Regions from separate parts of the Hordeum vulgare genome. Here region 1 is linked to region 2. Evidence: chromatin contacts called from public Hi-C data. All regions are on one chromosome and are shown on one strand. The core of a region is the stretch at or near the end of the contact, and the rest is flanking DNA. Distances in the headings are between cores, read along the strand shown. Region 1 holds the start of LOC123425246 (calmodulin-binding transcription activator 1-like). Region 2 holds the start of LOC123425244 (copper-transporting ATPase PAA1, chloroplastic-like).

Region 1 (6,516 bases), core at 264-2,763, 280 kb before region 2:
CCATATCAGTATTGGTATGTCATTTCGCAAAATGACCAGCATGTACTTACCAGGTACAAATCAAGCAGGTACGGGTTATACAGCACACAAGATACAGAGGAAAAAGAAACCAAGAAACAATAATAATAAGCATGGCACCTATCCCTACAAACAGGGAGTTCGTATGGAAGTACAACCGCACAAAATAATCCAAACATCCAAGTAGTACCATAAGCCACCTGGTCCCATGCCATTTGTTTGTCTAGCCCCATTGTGAAGTGACTAGTGATTAATGGATGGATGATCACTCATCTTTTTAAACTTAAAGGAGCCGGTTCGCATGGTTGATGCTTTAAAAGGTTATTCCCTGGATCATGCTCCACATATTTCATGCAATGGCAGCCTTAGATAAATTTTTAATGCGAGATGAGGTAGATATTCCCTTTATGGGACTATTATTCCAGGCTGTAGCATGTTAATACCAATGTTAAAAGATTTTTAGGCCCCTTGGAACTGCTGACTGAAATTGGAACAGTCCTAGCAAAACAGCACTTCCTAGGACCTCAATAAGTTGGACTTTTAGAATATCGGCGTGCCACTTCCATGCTACAGAAGAAAAATATGACGAGCACAGAAACCTAGCACATAACTCCACACCTTCAAGCCGAATGGGTGAGAAATGATAAATAGCCACTGTGGTGGTGTCAACGTTTTTCTAAGAAGTTGGTCCGAAATTCCAAATAAAGAGAAGGCATACTTGGAGGCCTGTTTGGCGGCTCGGGCGCAATGGAGAACTTCTTGTAATTCGACAGTATTTGGCAGATTTCTGTGGGCCGCAGCCATCGACTCTGAGCTTCTTGCAGTATCTGGGGGATATCTGCGAATTAACAACGACATTAGTCAGTCAGTAACCAACAACAGCAGTAACTTACTCGGAACTCGCTTTCATCAACACTAGCATGCCGTTAGGTTTCGACCATGCCCCGATTAGTTTTCATCGTTCTCCTAATCCAACCCCGAATCAACTGCGAGTCTAAACTCTACAGAAGGCGCTAGAAATAAATTCCGAACTCTAAACCCATAGAAACAGAGCGGCCTCCAAAAATTCGCAACCCGGAGGAATCGCCCGAAGGCGGAGGCCCTAAATCTCCCCGCAAGGCCCCACCAAAACCCTGATAGAATCACCGAAAACCTCCGCCGGCGAACCGGGAAAACCCCGCGAAATCCCTAGGCGGGCGTACGGATCAACCGCCGGGGGAAGAGAGAGAGAGAGAGAGGTAGGGAGAGGCGAATCCGCACCTGGGGGCTGGTTGGACAGCCCGTACTTGTGCATCTCCGCCATGCGATGATCCGACCGGGTGAAGCCCGTCCGCCGCTCCTCGGTGCTCAGTCCTCCCCGCTCCAATCGCCCGCTTCCCGAGGGGGGATATGGGGGGAATTTTTATCCGGGCGGCGGGGGCGGCTTCACGGGATTCTTCGGCTCGGGCCACGGCGCCGTCGGATTGGAATATTTGCTTCGGGGGGGAGAGAGTGAGGGGGAGGAAAAAGGCAGCGGGGAGCTGCGGAAGGGTGTGCGAAGGGCGCGGAAATGACGCGGCTGCCCCGGCCTGGACGGTGGTCTGGGACTCTGTCTGGGTGCGTGGGTTAGGTGGGGCTCCCGTCGTCGCTAGCGCTCAACTCTGGTTAGGATCGCGGAACCCGGGCACCGGGAAGAGAAGGGTCGCGGAACCCAACCCAAGCCCGCGGTGGCCGCCGCGGCTGACGACCGGCCTGACGGCGACGCGACTAGCGGGCCCGAAGTTACGGTGCTGCCCCTCCCGGGTTAAGGACCACGTAATCGTGGTTTGGGAGTTTTCTTGCGGGATAAAGCGGGTTTGGGATTGCCTCCCGCATGATAAGGACCACGTGCACCGCATGCTGCGTCATGTGCGCATCTCGGTATCTAGTGTGCGCAGCTGCGTATGATTAGTAGCATTTCTTTGGGCATTTTGAGTCAAAGAATGTTTGCATGTAGGGCCTATCATCTGCTATCCTATTCGGAGCTGTTTGCTCGGACTCGAAGCTCTCAAAAAATGCAGTATATAGAAGAAAAAGAATACTCCCTCAGTCCCAAAATTCTTGTTATAAATTTGTTAAATATGAATGTATCTAGTCACATTTTAGTATTTAGATACATCCATTTCTAGATAAATTTAAGATAATAATTTTGGTACGGAGGGAATATTACATTATAGGCGTTGATCATAGAAAACTATCACTTTTTTAATAAACTACCACAAAAGTGTTACGTTGTTTCAGAAAACCCTAGTGACCGAACGGTCAATTTTAAGTGCTTTATGACACGTAGGGCCCACTCGTCAGGGTTTTGTCAACTAGGGGCTGACGACGCACGTGTGGACGGTCGTTTGGTTGACCCGTTCCGATCGTGGTCAAAATGACCGGCCAAGCTCACTCTATTTCTCCTTCCCCTCTTTTCTCTCGCTCGCACTCCCTCTCCTGCGATGGCGTGGGCGGCGGCGAAACCAGGCGACGGCGGCCACTCTAGGGGGGAGGTGGAACGGGGGATGGCGGCGGCGAAGAATATTCGGAAGTGGATAACTGGCTGGGCAGCGGCAGCTTTGCAACGCAACTGCCGGTGCCGGCGCTGCAACATGCTCCTCCGACGATGCCAAAGGCTACACCACCGTCGTCGGACAATCAACAGTTCTCGCTTGAGTACAGATCGGTCAAGGCTCTTGCTAGAGTTATCGTCGCGGATCCGGCCAACTCCCACTATGCGCATCTGCATTTGGAGGGGTTGAGTAATTTTTTTTCTTCTCTTGCACAAACCCTAGTTTAATGCATTAATGCTAGTGTAGTTGAGCAGTTGGATGCAGTAGTGATGCAGTATTTAGGAAGCAGTGTTGATCAAGTTGGATGCAGTAGTGGGCTATAACTGAATTTTGCAGCATTGATTCAGTTGGATGCAGTAGGAGACTTATTCATTTATGTTTATAAGCAGGCTGAATGATGACATTTGGGAGGTGAGGTTGCATTTAGAGGGCAGAGATAACATGAAGAGAAAGTTCTCTCTTTCAGACATCACATTTCTAAACTTCATAGCACTTATTGAAACTAAAGGCTATGGCTGAGCTGACTTCATGTACTAGGTAAAAGAAGTAGGAACTCGACATGATGGATTATTTCTTCTAGATAGTCAAGATGCAGTTGAAGAAATGATAGATAACTCTGATTTCACAGTTTTGAATATCATAGCGGCCAAGGCAAATGTGTAGGGGAATGATGCATGGGAAACAAAAAAATTCCTATGCACACGAAGACCTATCATGGTGATGTCCATCTACGAGAGGAGATTTGGATCTACGTACCCTTGTAGATCGCACACCAGGAAGCGTTAAGAAACGTGGTTGATGTAGTGGAACGTCTTCACGTCCCTCGAACTGTCCCACGAATCGTCCCGTGATCCGTCCCGCGATCCATTCCGATCAAGCGCCGAACGGACGGCACCTCCGCGTTCAGCACACGTACAGCTTGACGATGATATCGGCCTTCTTGATCCAGCAAGCAAGACAGAGAAGTAGACGAGTTCTCCAACAGCGTGACGGCGCTCCGGTGGTGGTGATGATCTACTCCTACAGGGCTCCGCCCGAGCTCCGCAGTAATCCGATCTAGAGGTAAAACTATGTGGTATAGGTTTGAGTTGCATGTGGCAAAGTTGTGTCTCAAATCAGCCCTAAACCACCAATATATATAGGAGGGAGGGGGAGGGCTAGCCTTGAGGCACAAGGCCTCGAGGGTGCGCCGGCCAAGGGAGGAGGAGGACTCCTCCTCCAATTCGGTTTGGGAAGGAGGAGTCCTCCCCTTCCTTCCCACCTCCCTCTTTCCCTTTTTCTTTTTATTTTTCTTTGGTATTTTCTTATGTGGCGCCATGGGCCCCTTGGGCTGACTCCACCAGCCCACTAAGGACTTGTGGCGCCACCCTAATGCCTTGGGCTCACTCTCGGGTGGGTGGGCCCCTCCCGGTGAACTCTTGGAACCGATTCGTCACTCCCGGTACACTGCCAGAATTGCCCGAAACTTTTCGGTGACCAAATGAAACCATCATATATATCAATCTTCGTTTTCGGACCATTCCGGAAACCCTCGTGACGTCCTGATCTCATCCGGGACTTCGAACAACATTCGGTAACCACACATATAACTCAACTATACTAAAACATCGTCGAACCTTAAGTGTGCAGACCCTGCGGGTTCGAGAACTATGTAGACATGCCCCGAGACACTCCTTGGTCAATATCCAATAGCGGGACCTGGATGCCCATATTGGATCCTACATATTCTCCGAAGATCTTATCGGTTGAACCACAGTGTCAAGGATTCATATAATCCCGTATGTCATTCCCTTTGTCCTTCGGTATGTTACTTGCCCGAGATTCGATCATCGGTATCCGCATACCTATTTCAATCTCGTTACTAGCAAGTCTCTTTACTCATTCCGTAATTCAAGATCCCGTGACTTACACTTAGTCACATTGCTTGCAAGGCTTGTGTGTGATGTTGTATTACCGAGTGGGCCCCGAGATACCTCTCCGTCACACGGAGTGACAAATCCCAGTCTTGATCCATACTAACTCAACGGACACCTTCGGAGATACCTGTAGAACACCTTTATAGTCACCCAGTTACGTTGTGATGTTTGATGCACACAAGGTATTCCTCCGGTGCCAGTGAGTTATATGATCTCATGGTCATAGGAATAAATACTTGATACACAGAAAACAATAGCAAAAAAACGACACGATCAATATGCTACGTTCATAGTTTGGGTCTAGTCCATCACATGATTCTCCTAATGATGTGATCCAGTTATCAAGCAACAACACTTGCACATAGTCAGAAAACCTTAACTATCCGTGATCAACTGGCTAGCCAGCTAGAGGCTTGCTAGGGGCATTGTTTTGTCTATGTATCCACACCTGTATCTATGTTTTCATTCAATACAATTATAGCATGGATAATAAACGGTTATCTTTAAACAGGAAATATAATAATAACTATTTATCATTGCCTCTAGGGCATATTTCCAACAGTCTCCCACTTGCACTTGAGTCAATAATATAGTCCTCACATCGCCATGCGATTTACATTGTAATAAATCTAACACCCATACAGTTCTGGTGTTGATCATGTTTTGCCCGTGGAAGAGGTTTAGTCAGCGGGTCTGCTACATTCAGATCCATGTGCACTTTGCAAATATTCACGTCCTCTCCTTCGACGTAGTCGTGGATGAGGTTGAAGCATCATTTGATGTGTCTGGTCTTCTTGTGAAACCTTGGGTCCTTTGCTAGAGCAATGGTACCAGTGCTGTCACAAAACAGAGTTATTGGATTTAGTGCGCTCGGCACAACTCCAAGATCTGTCATGAACTGCTTCATCCAGACACCCTCCTTTGCTGCCTCCGAGGCAACCATGTACTCTGCTTCACATGTAGAATAAGCTACGATGCTTTGCTTGGAACTGCACCAGCTTACCGCACCCCATTAAGAATAAATATGTATCCGGTTTGCGACTTAGAGTCATCCGGATCGGTGTCAAAGCTTACGTCGACGTAACCCTTTACGACAGACTCTTTGTCACCTCCATAAACGAGAAACATTTCCTTAGTCCTTTTCAGGTACTTCAGAATATTCTTGACCGCCATCGAGTGATCCGCTCTTGGATTACTTTGAAACCTGCCTGCCATACTTATGGCCAAGCTGACGTCTGGTCTAGTGCACAACATTGCATACATGATAGAACGTATGGCTGACGCATAGGGGACGGAACTCATTTGTTCTCTATCTTCTACAGTAGTTGGGCACTGAGTCTTACTCAATTTTATGTTGGAAATATGCCCTAGAGGCAATAATAAAATAGTTATTATCATATTTCCTTGTTCATGATAATCGTCTATTGTTCATGCTATAATTGTATTAACAGGAAACAGTAATACATGTGTGAATAAATAGATCACAATGTGTCCCTAGCAAGCCTCTAGTTGGCTAGCTCGTTGATCAATAGATGATCATGGTTTCCTGATCATGGGCATTGGATGTCATTGATAACGGGATCACATCATTGGGATAATAATGTGATGGACAAGACCCAATCCTAAGCATAGCACTAGATCATATTGTTCGTATGCTAAAGCTTTTCTAATGTCAAGTGTCTTTTCCTTCGACCGTGAGATTGTGCAACTCCCGGATACCGTAGGAGTGCTTTGGGTGTATCAAACATCACAACGTAACTGGGTGACTATAAAGGTGCACTACGGGTACCTCCGAAAGTGTTTGTTGGGTTGGTACGAATCGAGATCGGGATTTGTCACTCCGCGTGACAGAGAGGTATCTCTGGGCCCACTCGGTAGAACATCATCATGAGCTCAATGTGACTAAGGAGTTAGTCACACGATGACGTGCTACAGAACGAGTAAAGGAACTTACCGGTAACGAGATTGAACAAGGCATAGGTATACCGACGATCGAATCTCAGGCAAGT
Region 2 (7,272 bases), core at 4,243-6,742:
ATAACAATACCAAATGTATTTGATATGTATATTATACTAACGGATCTCATGAAGTTTCTGCTGAGTTTTGTGTGCTGAAGTTTTCAAGTTTTGGGTGTTATCGCGATGGATGAAGGAATAAGGAGCGACAAGAGCCTAATATTGGGGATGCACAAAGCATCCCAAGATTATATTCTAAAGAACACTCAAGCGTCTAAACCTCGGGATGCCCCAGAAGGTATCCCCTCTTTCGTCTCAATCCATCGGTATGTCACTTGGAGCTACATTTTTATTCATCACATGATATGATTTTTGTTTGGAGCGTCATTTGCTTTAGTTTGCATTTTTTTTTAGCTTTCCACAATCACCATTCTATGTCCAACTTGAGAGAGACACACTATCATCATGATTTATTAGAATACTCTTTGTGCTTCACTTATATCTTTTGAGCTTAGTAGTTGTTCTAGTACTTCACTTATATCTTCTAGAGCACGATGGCGTGTAGATTTTATAGAAATAGTTGCACTCTCGTTCTTCACTTCTATTTGTTTGAGATTTAATTAATAGCAATGATAATTTGCATGGGTAATAAAACTAGTTCAAAAATAAAAAGTATTTAATGAGTGCATAATCAAAACAACATGTAGCACATAAAAGAGAAATAGTGGTTAATGATATTAATGTGGTAATGTAAAATAACATGAGGGCATGATCATTGATACGTCTCCAATGTATCTATAATTTTTCATTGTTCCATGTTATTATATTTTCGCTCCATGATACTTTTTGAGTAATTATTTACCAAGTTATATTATTTTTGAGCACTAACCTATTGAGCGAGTGCCAAGTGTCAGTTCTTGTTTTTTGTGTGTTTTTTGTTTTGTAGAAACTCCATATCAAATGGACTCCAATCACGATAAAATTTATGGAGATTTTTTTTGGAATATATATGAATTTTGGGAGTGGGAATCAACGCAACACAGTGCGCGAGGCAGGCATAAGACAACACGGTGCAACCCAGGGGGTCGCACCCTGATGGCTTGTGCCCACCCCTTAAGTCAGTTGGACCTCTCAATTGATCGCAAGAAACATAATTTTCCGATAAAATTCCCCTCAAAATTTCAGCCTGATCGGAGTTACAGATCTCCGGATATTTAAGAAACGGTGAAGGGCCAGAAAACAGGTCGCGAAAACAGGAGAGAAACACGTAGAGAGATCCAATCCTGGAGGGGCTGCTGCCCTCCGGGTGCCATGGAGGCCATGGACCAGAGGATAAACCCTCCTCCCACCTAGGGAGGATGCCAAGGAAGAAGAAGAAGGAGGGGGGGCTCTCACCCCCTCTCTACCGGTGGCGCCGGAGAGCCCTCGGGGCAACCATCGTGACGGCAATCTACACCAACAACTTCGCCGCCGTCACCACCAACTCTCTCCTCCTCTATGCAATGCTATAAAACCTCTCTTCCCCGCTCTAACGTCTACTTGAACATGGTGCATAATGATATATATTATTATCCAATGATGTGTGGCTATCCTATGATGTTTGAGTAGATTTATTTTGTCCTACGGGTTAATTGTGATATGATGTTATTGATCTGAATTGTGTGTTGATATAGTGTTGTCCTAAGGTGGTTTCCGTGAGGTGCACATGTGAAATATTAATGCTGGAGGGTTTGCAATATGTTCATGATTCGCTTATAGTGAGTGTCTAGAGTGACAAAAGCTTACACCCGAGGAAGGAAGTTGTGTGTGTATGGGAGTAAATAGGACTTGATGTTTAATGCTATGGTTGGGTCTACCTTAATGATTTCTAGTAGTTGCGGATTCTTGCTAGGGGTCCAATCATAAGTGCATATGATCCAAGTACAAAAAGTGCGTTAGCGTATTGATAATCCCCAAGTGCAAGGAATCATCGTAGCAATTCCCAAAGGTGGAAGTGGTAAGTATGGAGTGTCGAACCCACAAGGAGCTAATGGTAAGAGAAATATTCTGTCAAGTCCTATCTGCCACTGATACAACTCTACCTACGCCGAACGTTTGCTTCCAACTAGGAACTAGAAAACAAAACTATGTTGTGGGTATGAAGAGAATACCTTTGCATGACATAGGAGAGCTAAAATATAAAAATAGGTGTTGTTATCATAAAGTTAGAATATATTACAATATATTTACAAATAGTGAGTGTGGAATAATGATGGGTTGGTGTGCGGAAGGCAATTGTTAACAAGATCGGTAATCATTATTGCAATTTTATATGAGGGAGAGGCATAAACTAACATACTTTCTCTACTTGGATCATATTCACTTATGATTGGAATTCTAGCAAGCATCCTCAACTACTAAAGATCATTAAGGTAAAATCCAACCATAGCATTAAAGCATCAAGTCCCCTTTATCCCATACGCAACAACCCACCTACTCGGGTTTATGCTTTTGTCACTCAAACAACCCACTATAAGCGAATCATGAACGTATTGCAACACCCTATAACGGGAATCCTTCACGTGTGCGCAGCATGGAGGGCACCATAGGACATCACCAAAATAAACATACAACTCAAACCAATCTATATCATCAATCAACCCATAAGACAAAGGAAATCTACTCAAAACATCATAGGATGGCAACACATCATTGGATCATAGGCCCTGTTTGTTTCTGAAGTCCCAGGACTTTTTTTAGTCCCAACTAAAAAGTCCCTAGTCCCTACTCGTTTGTTTTCATGGACTAAACATGGACTAGAGGTCATTAAATGACATGCAAAAAGACCATGTTACCCTTAATAATGTACTACAAGTTATTAAATGATATGCTAAAAGTAGGGGCACTGTTGGAAAAAGTGCCAAAAAAGTCCCAAAAAGACCCTCCCATAGGGACTTCTTCCTTTAGTCCAAAAAACCCCCTTTTAGTCCCTAAAAGTCCCTCTTGTTTGTTTCACATGGGACTAAAAGGGACTTTTTTTAGTCCCTACACCAAAAAGTCCCTGGAAACAAACACCCCCATAATATGTGGCATAAAGCACCATGTTGAAGTAGGGGATTACATTGGGGTGTGGGAGAGTGGACCGCTAAAAGAAGATGAGGATGGTGATGAAGAAGGTGATGTTGATGAAGACGATCACCGTGGTGATGGTTCCCCCGGTGGCACTCCGACACCATCGGGAGAGAGGATGAGAGGGTCTCCCCCTGGTGCCTCCTCCTCCATGGCCTCCCCCAAGGTGGGGAGAGGTTCTCCCTCTGGTCCTTGGCCTCCATGGTGATGATGGCCCCTCCGTCTTCCTCCTCCATGGTCTCCGGTGATGGTGACCCCCTTCGACAGGGTGCTGGAGAGGGCCAAGATTGGTTTTTCGTGGCTCTGGAGGCTTGCGGCGGCGGAACTCCCGATCTAGGTTTCTTTTTTTTGTATTTATGAGAATGTGTGGCGTTGGAATCACGTCAGGGGAGTGCTCGAGGGGCCCACAAGCCATGGGGCGCGCCCTAGGGGGGCGCCTCGGTGGCTTGTGGCTGCCTCGGGACTCCTCTCCGGTATCTTTTTGCTCCATTATTTTTCATATTTTCCAAATATATTATCCATAAATTCTTAGTCCATTCCGAGAATTTTTATTTCTACCCAAAAACAACACCACGATAGTTGTGCTGAAAACAACGTCAGTCCGAGTTAGTTCTAATAAAACCATACCAAAATCATATAGAATTATTGTAAACATGGCATGAATACTTCATAAATTATAGATACGTTGGAGACGTATCAGCCCTCTCCTCCTCCCACTTCTTCCTGCACGTATTTCTTCTAACCTTCTTCAGCGGTTGTTGGGTTGGGTCGATAAGGTCACCGGTTTCTTCCTCGTTGGCTTGGACGGTGGACTTGGCTATTAAAAGGTTCCACTTTGTTTTCCCATTCAACTTCAACCAACAATGCATGAAGGTGAAGGACTTCTTCTCCATTCAACTTCACCCAACAATGCATGAAGGTGAAGGACTTCTTCTCCAATTTCTTGTAAACCACACAAGCACGAGTAGGCTACAAAGTGAAACAATGTCGACAATGCAGATGTGTCTAGTGAGCAACAAAACAATTAATGTTTGGCTAGTGATCAACAAAACAAAGCATATTCAGCTAGTGATCAACTTACTTGCTCGGTGATTTGTGCACCGCTAGGCTACCGTGCGATGAGATGATTCAAGTGCCCACAATACTTGGACACGACCTCTTGGATGGTGTACTATCGATGGTTGTGAGACTTCCATTCACGGTTGCGAATGACCGTGTAGGCGTAGGGTGCGAAATGCTTGTGTTCATGTAACCATATGTGAATGTTCCTCCAAAAGGTTACGCCCTTTTGCTCCGTTCCATGGAACAGATCGAGGCTAGTGGCCAACCATGTCTCGCATAATAGCTCGTCCTCCCACATGTTGAAGCTTTCTCCTCTTCCCTTCTTCTTCTGATCCACACATGTATTATCTGGATCATCGTCGTCGCCGTTACCCTCCTCCTCTTCCTCCTTCCTCCCCATCGGGCTGCAGCTCTCTGACGACCCAATGTTGTTGTTGTTGTGTGCTATCGTCGGCTGGATGTACGTCTGATGTGTGGCCGTGTGGGTGTAGAACTGCTGCTGGTAGTTGCCGGACTTGATGGGATCCGAGTCTTCCACCTGCACGTCCTCATAGCCCCCTTCCCCTCCACCGCCTCCATCGTGGATGGTATCAAGCATCTCCCTGTCTGCGTTGTACGCCTGCTTCCCCGCTCTAGGCATTGCAGCGTATAGCGTGCGAGCACCCATCTACTCCCGAGTTGCGGCAGCGCCCCGATGAGTTGGAGCGAAGAATACTCAAAGAAGAGCGGTGTCGCCTTAACGCCGACGATGTAAGGCATTGTATCGATTGGGGTGCCGAGCGGCTTGGCGGTGTAGTAGTACGGAGGCTTGTAAGGCTCCTGTCACAACACCATATGTAATGTGCGCGGCCATCTGATGACGTCTGCCAAAGCCGCGCCGATCGCCACAACCTCCGCACCCATCCCCACCACCAGGCCCACCGATGGCCAACGACTTCTTAAGCATCTCCTCTTTGCGGCCTTCGCTTTGATGCGACGAGTTTGCCGCGTCGCAGAGTTGATCTTTCGGGCGAGCGTGTTGCGCGGATCCTCCAACACCTCCACGGGCTCTATCTTCGACGCCTTCATGTGTCGTCGGTGAAAGGAAGGAGAGGGTGAGAGAAAAGAACGGGAAATGGGCAGAGAGCGGCGGCGAATGGAAAAAAGATAAGTGATGGATTTGACGAGAAATAGTGCGTGATGCTATGAAAGCGCGGGCTCTGCCTTTCTTTTGGATGGGCCACAGCGGTCACGTTTATCTTAAGTTTACATAAAAAATTATCGTTTGCAATACAAACCGTTTTACGGACCAATACATTAACTTTATTTAATAGTTTTTGCACCCCGCACAGCGTGGTTGGAACAGATGTGAGCTGTTTGCGGATAGGCGTCGGAGATGCCCCCAACTCCACGACCCCGTGTTGTTTTGCCGAGGCGGCCCTTCTGCTCAAACAGCGGAAATACTGTATATACAGTGATCGGATAAGCCGTCCTATCGCTGACGACGGGGGAGAAGGAGAAATCAGAGCAGGCAATGGAATCTACGTTAATCACGATATTATGCCCCCTCCTCCCCTCTCCCTCCAAGTCCAGGGCCCCCTCTTCATCCCCCCTCGCCGGAGCTCGCCGCATCGCCTCCGTTTCCTTCTCTTCCGGCAGCGTATGTGGCGTCTTGCGTCCCCGCGGCGGCGTTACCTCGTCGGTCACCGCCGCAGCGGCGGCACTCGGCGAGGCGACAGGGCCCGAGTCTGAGGCCATCTTGCTCAGTGTTCAGGTGCACTTCTCGCCCCGACCACTAGTCTGAATTTGGAGCACTCCGACTCTCTTTTCTGTTCTTATCTTCGAATTGCGCGATAGGCCGTGAGGGTTAGGGCTCGGGCATGACGCGCTGCTGTATGCCTCTCACTTGCAGGGCATGATGTGCGACGGGTGCGCTGCGAGCGTCAAGCGGATTCTCGAGAGTCAGGTAGTCGCCACTCTTTCACTTATTTTGCTTCGTTTCTCTTGGGAAATTATGTCTGACCAAACCAATGGGCAGTTCAGCACAATAGGCCAGTGACTGGTTAATCTTCTTTTGTTCATCGCAATAGTTGATACCTATGCTCATATAAACTCTACTGGAGAAAAAGGGGGAATGGGTGAAACTGAAACAAAGAGAACGCAGAACACAACATCGTACTGGGTTTGTGCATGGAATGTAATAGAGGTTAGAGAATAGGGATTCAGTGATGAAGCTTAAGTAATAGAGGTTAGAGAATAGGGATTGCCCAGATAGGTTTCCTCTTTTCCTTGCCTTCAATCCGAACACGACCTGAAACCATACGGGTCCTAAGTTTTCATAATAAAACACCATAAAAGTTTTAGTTGATATTCTTTGTATTTTTGAAATTTCTACCAGCGATTGAGGGGGACGCCTGATCAGAACGTAATGAATTGTTGGGAGGAAAAATGATCTTCTCAATTTTAAAATGCATTTACTGATGGATTTCGGTCATGGCAGCAATGACCGGGTAGAGAGGGCAGCTGCCCATACGCTGAAAGCAACCAAGTATGGTCGATGTGACATTTTGGTATAGCAGTTATCTGTATAAGGATGTTTTCCTCCTATCAATCAGATTCTCGAAACCCTTTCTGTTTCTACTCTTTATTTCTTCTTTGATCTTTTGCTGCTGCTCACTATGGGCTACTCTCAATCCCTTCTTCAGCCCGAGGTTACTTCTGCTACAGTTGATTATAAGGAAGCAAGGGCTGTCGTGTGGACAACTCCTGAGGTCAAGGTGGCAGAAGATTGGCAGAAGCAATGTGGAGAGAAACTTGCAAGTCATCTTGGTACTTGTGGATTTGAGTCTCGTCCACAAGGTAAATAAATTGCTTGAGTTCTTGTGTGACCAGCTCCAGAAAATAAGGAAGTCTAGAAGAAAAAAAGATCTATTCATTGTCTGCTTATGAATTGTCATCCAGACACCGAAGCACGTCAAAATTGTATCATGTACATCTCATGTAAACATTTGGTCGGTATAATGTATCAAGTTGGTGCAGAAGTATGCTAATTCAGTACTACAATAATTCAAATTTGGCATCATCCTTGTAGGAATGGACTATCACTAAATATAGGCTGTATACACATCAACCAGGACCAAATTCGGGATCTACTTGAGCATGTTCATATCAACATTGTTAATGCACCATTATTCCTCCAGCATT

The links. Hi-C and Micro-C count contacts between places; a contact is called where the count stands out from the background.
Region 1: a Hi-C map of leaf shows a contact between it and region 2, with 6 times the contacts expected there. The contact joins the promoter of LOC123425246 here to the promoter of LOC123425244 in region 2. A contact is called at or near these places in 4 of 6 Hi-C or Micro-C datasets (leaf and seedling) and 1 of 1 datasets of contacts at active chromatin or transcription factors (embryo).

What each region holds. Positions count from the first base shown.
Region 1 is chr2H:91,237,401-91,243,916 of MorexV3_pseudomolecules_assembly, reverse strand. It overlaps LOC123425246 (calmodulin-binding transcription activator 1-like), which reads right to left and starts at 1,513. Exons shown (of 13, transcript XM_045108920.1): 1 at 1,279-1,513; 2 at 737-856. The coding sequence starts at 1,321.
Region 2 is chr2H:90,956,591-90,963,862 of MorexV3_pseudomolecules_assembly, reverse strand. It overlaps LOC123425244 (copper-transporting ATPase PAA1, chloroplastic-like), which reads left to right and starts at 5,492. Exons shown (of 4, transcript XM_045108919.1): 1 at 5,492-5,842; 2 at 5,981-6,034; 3 at 6,774-6,927. The coding sequence starts at 5,603.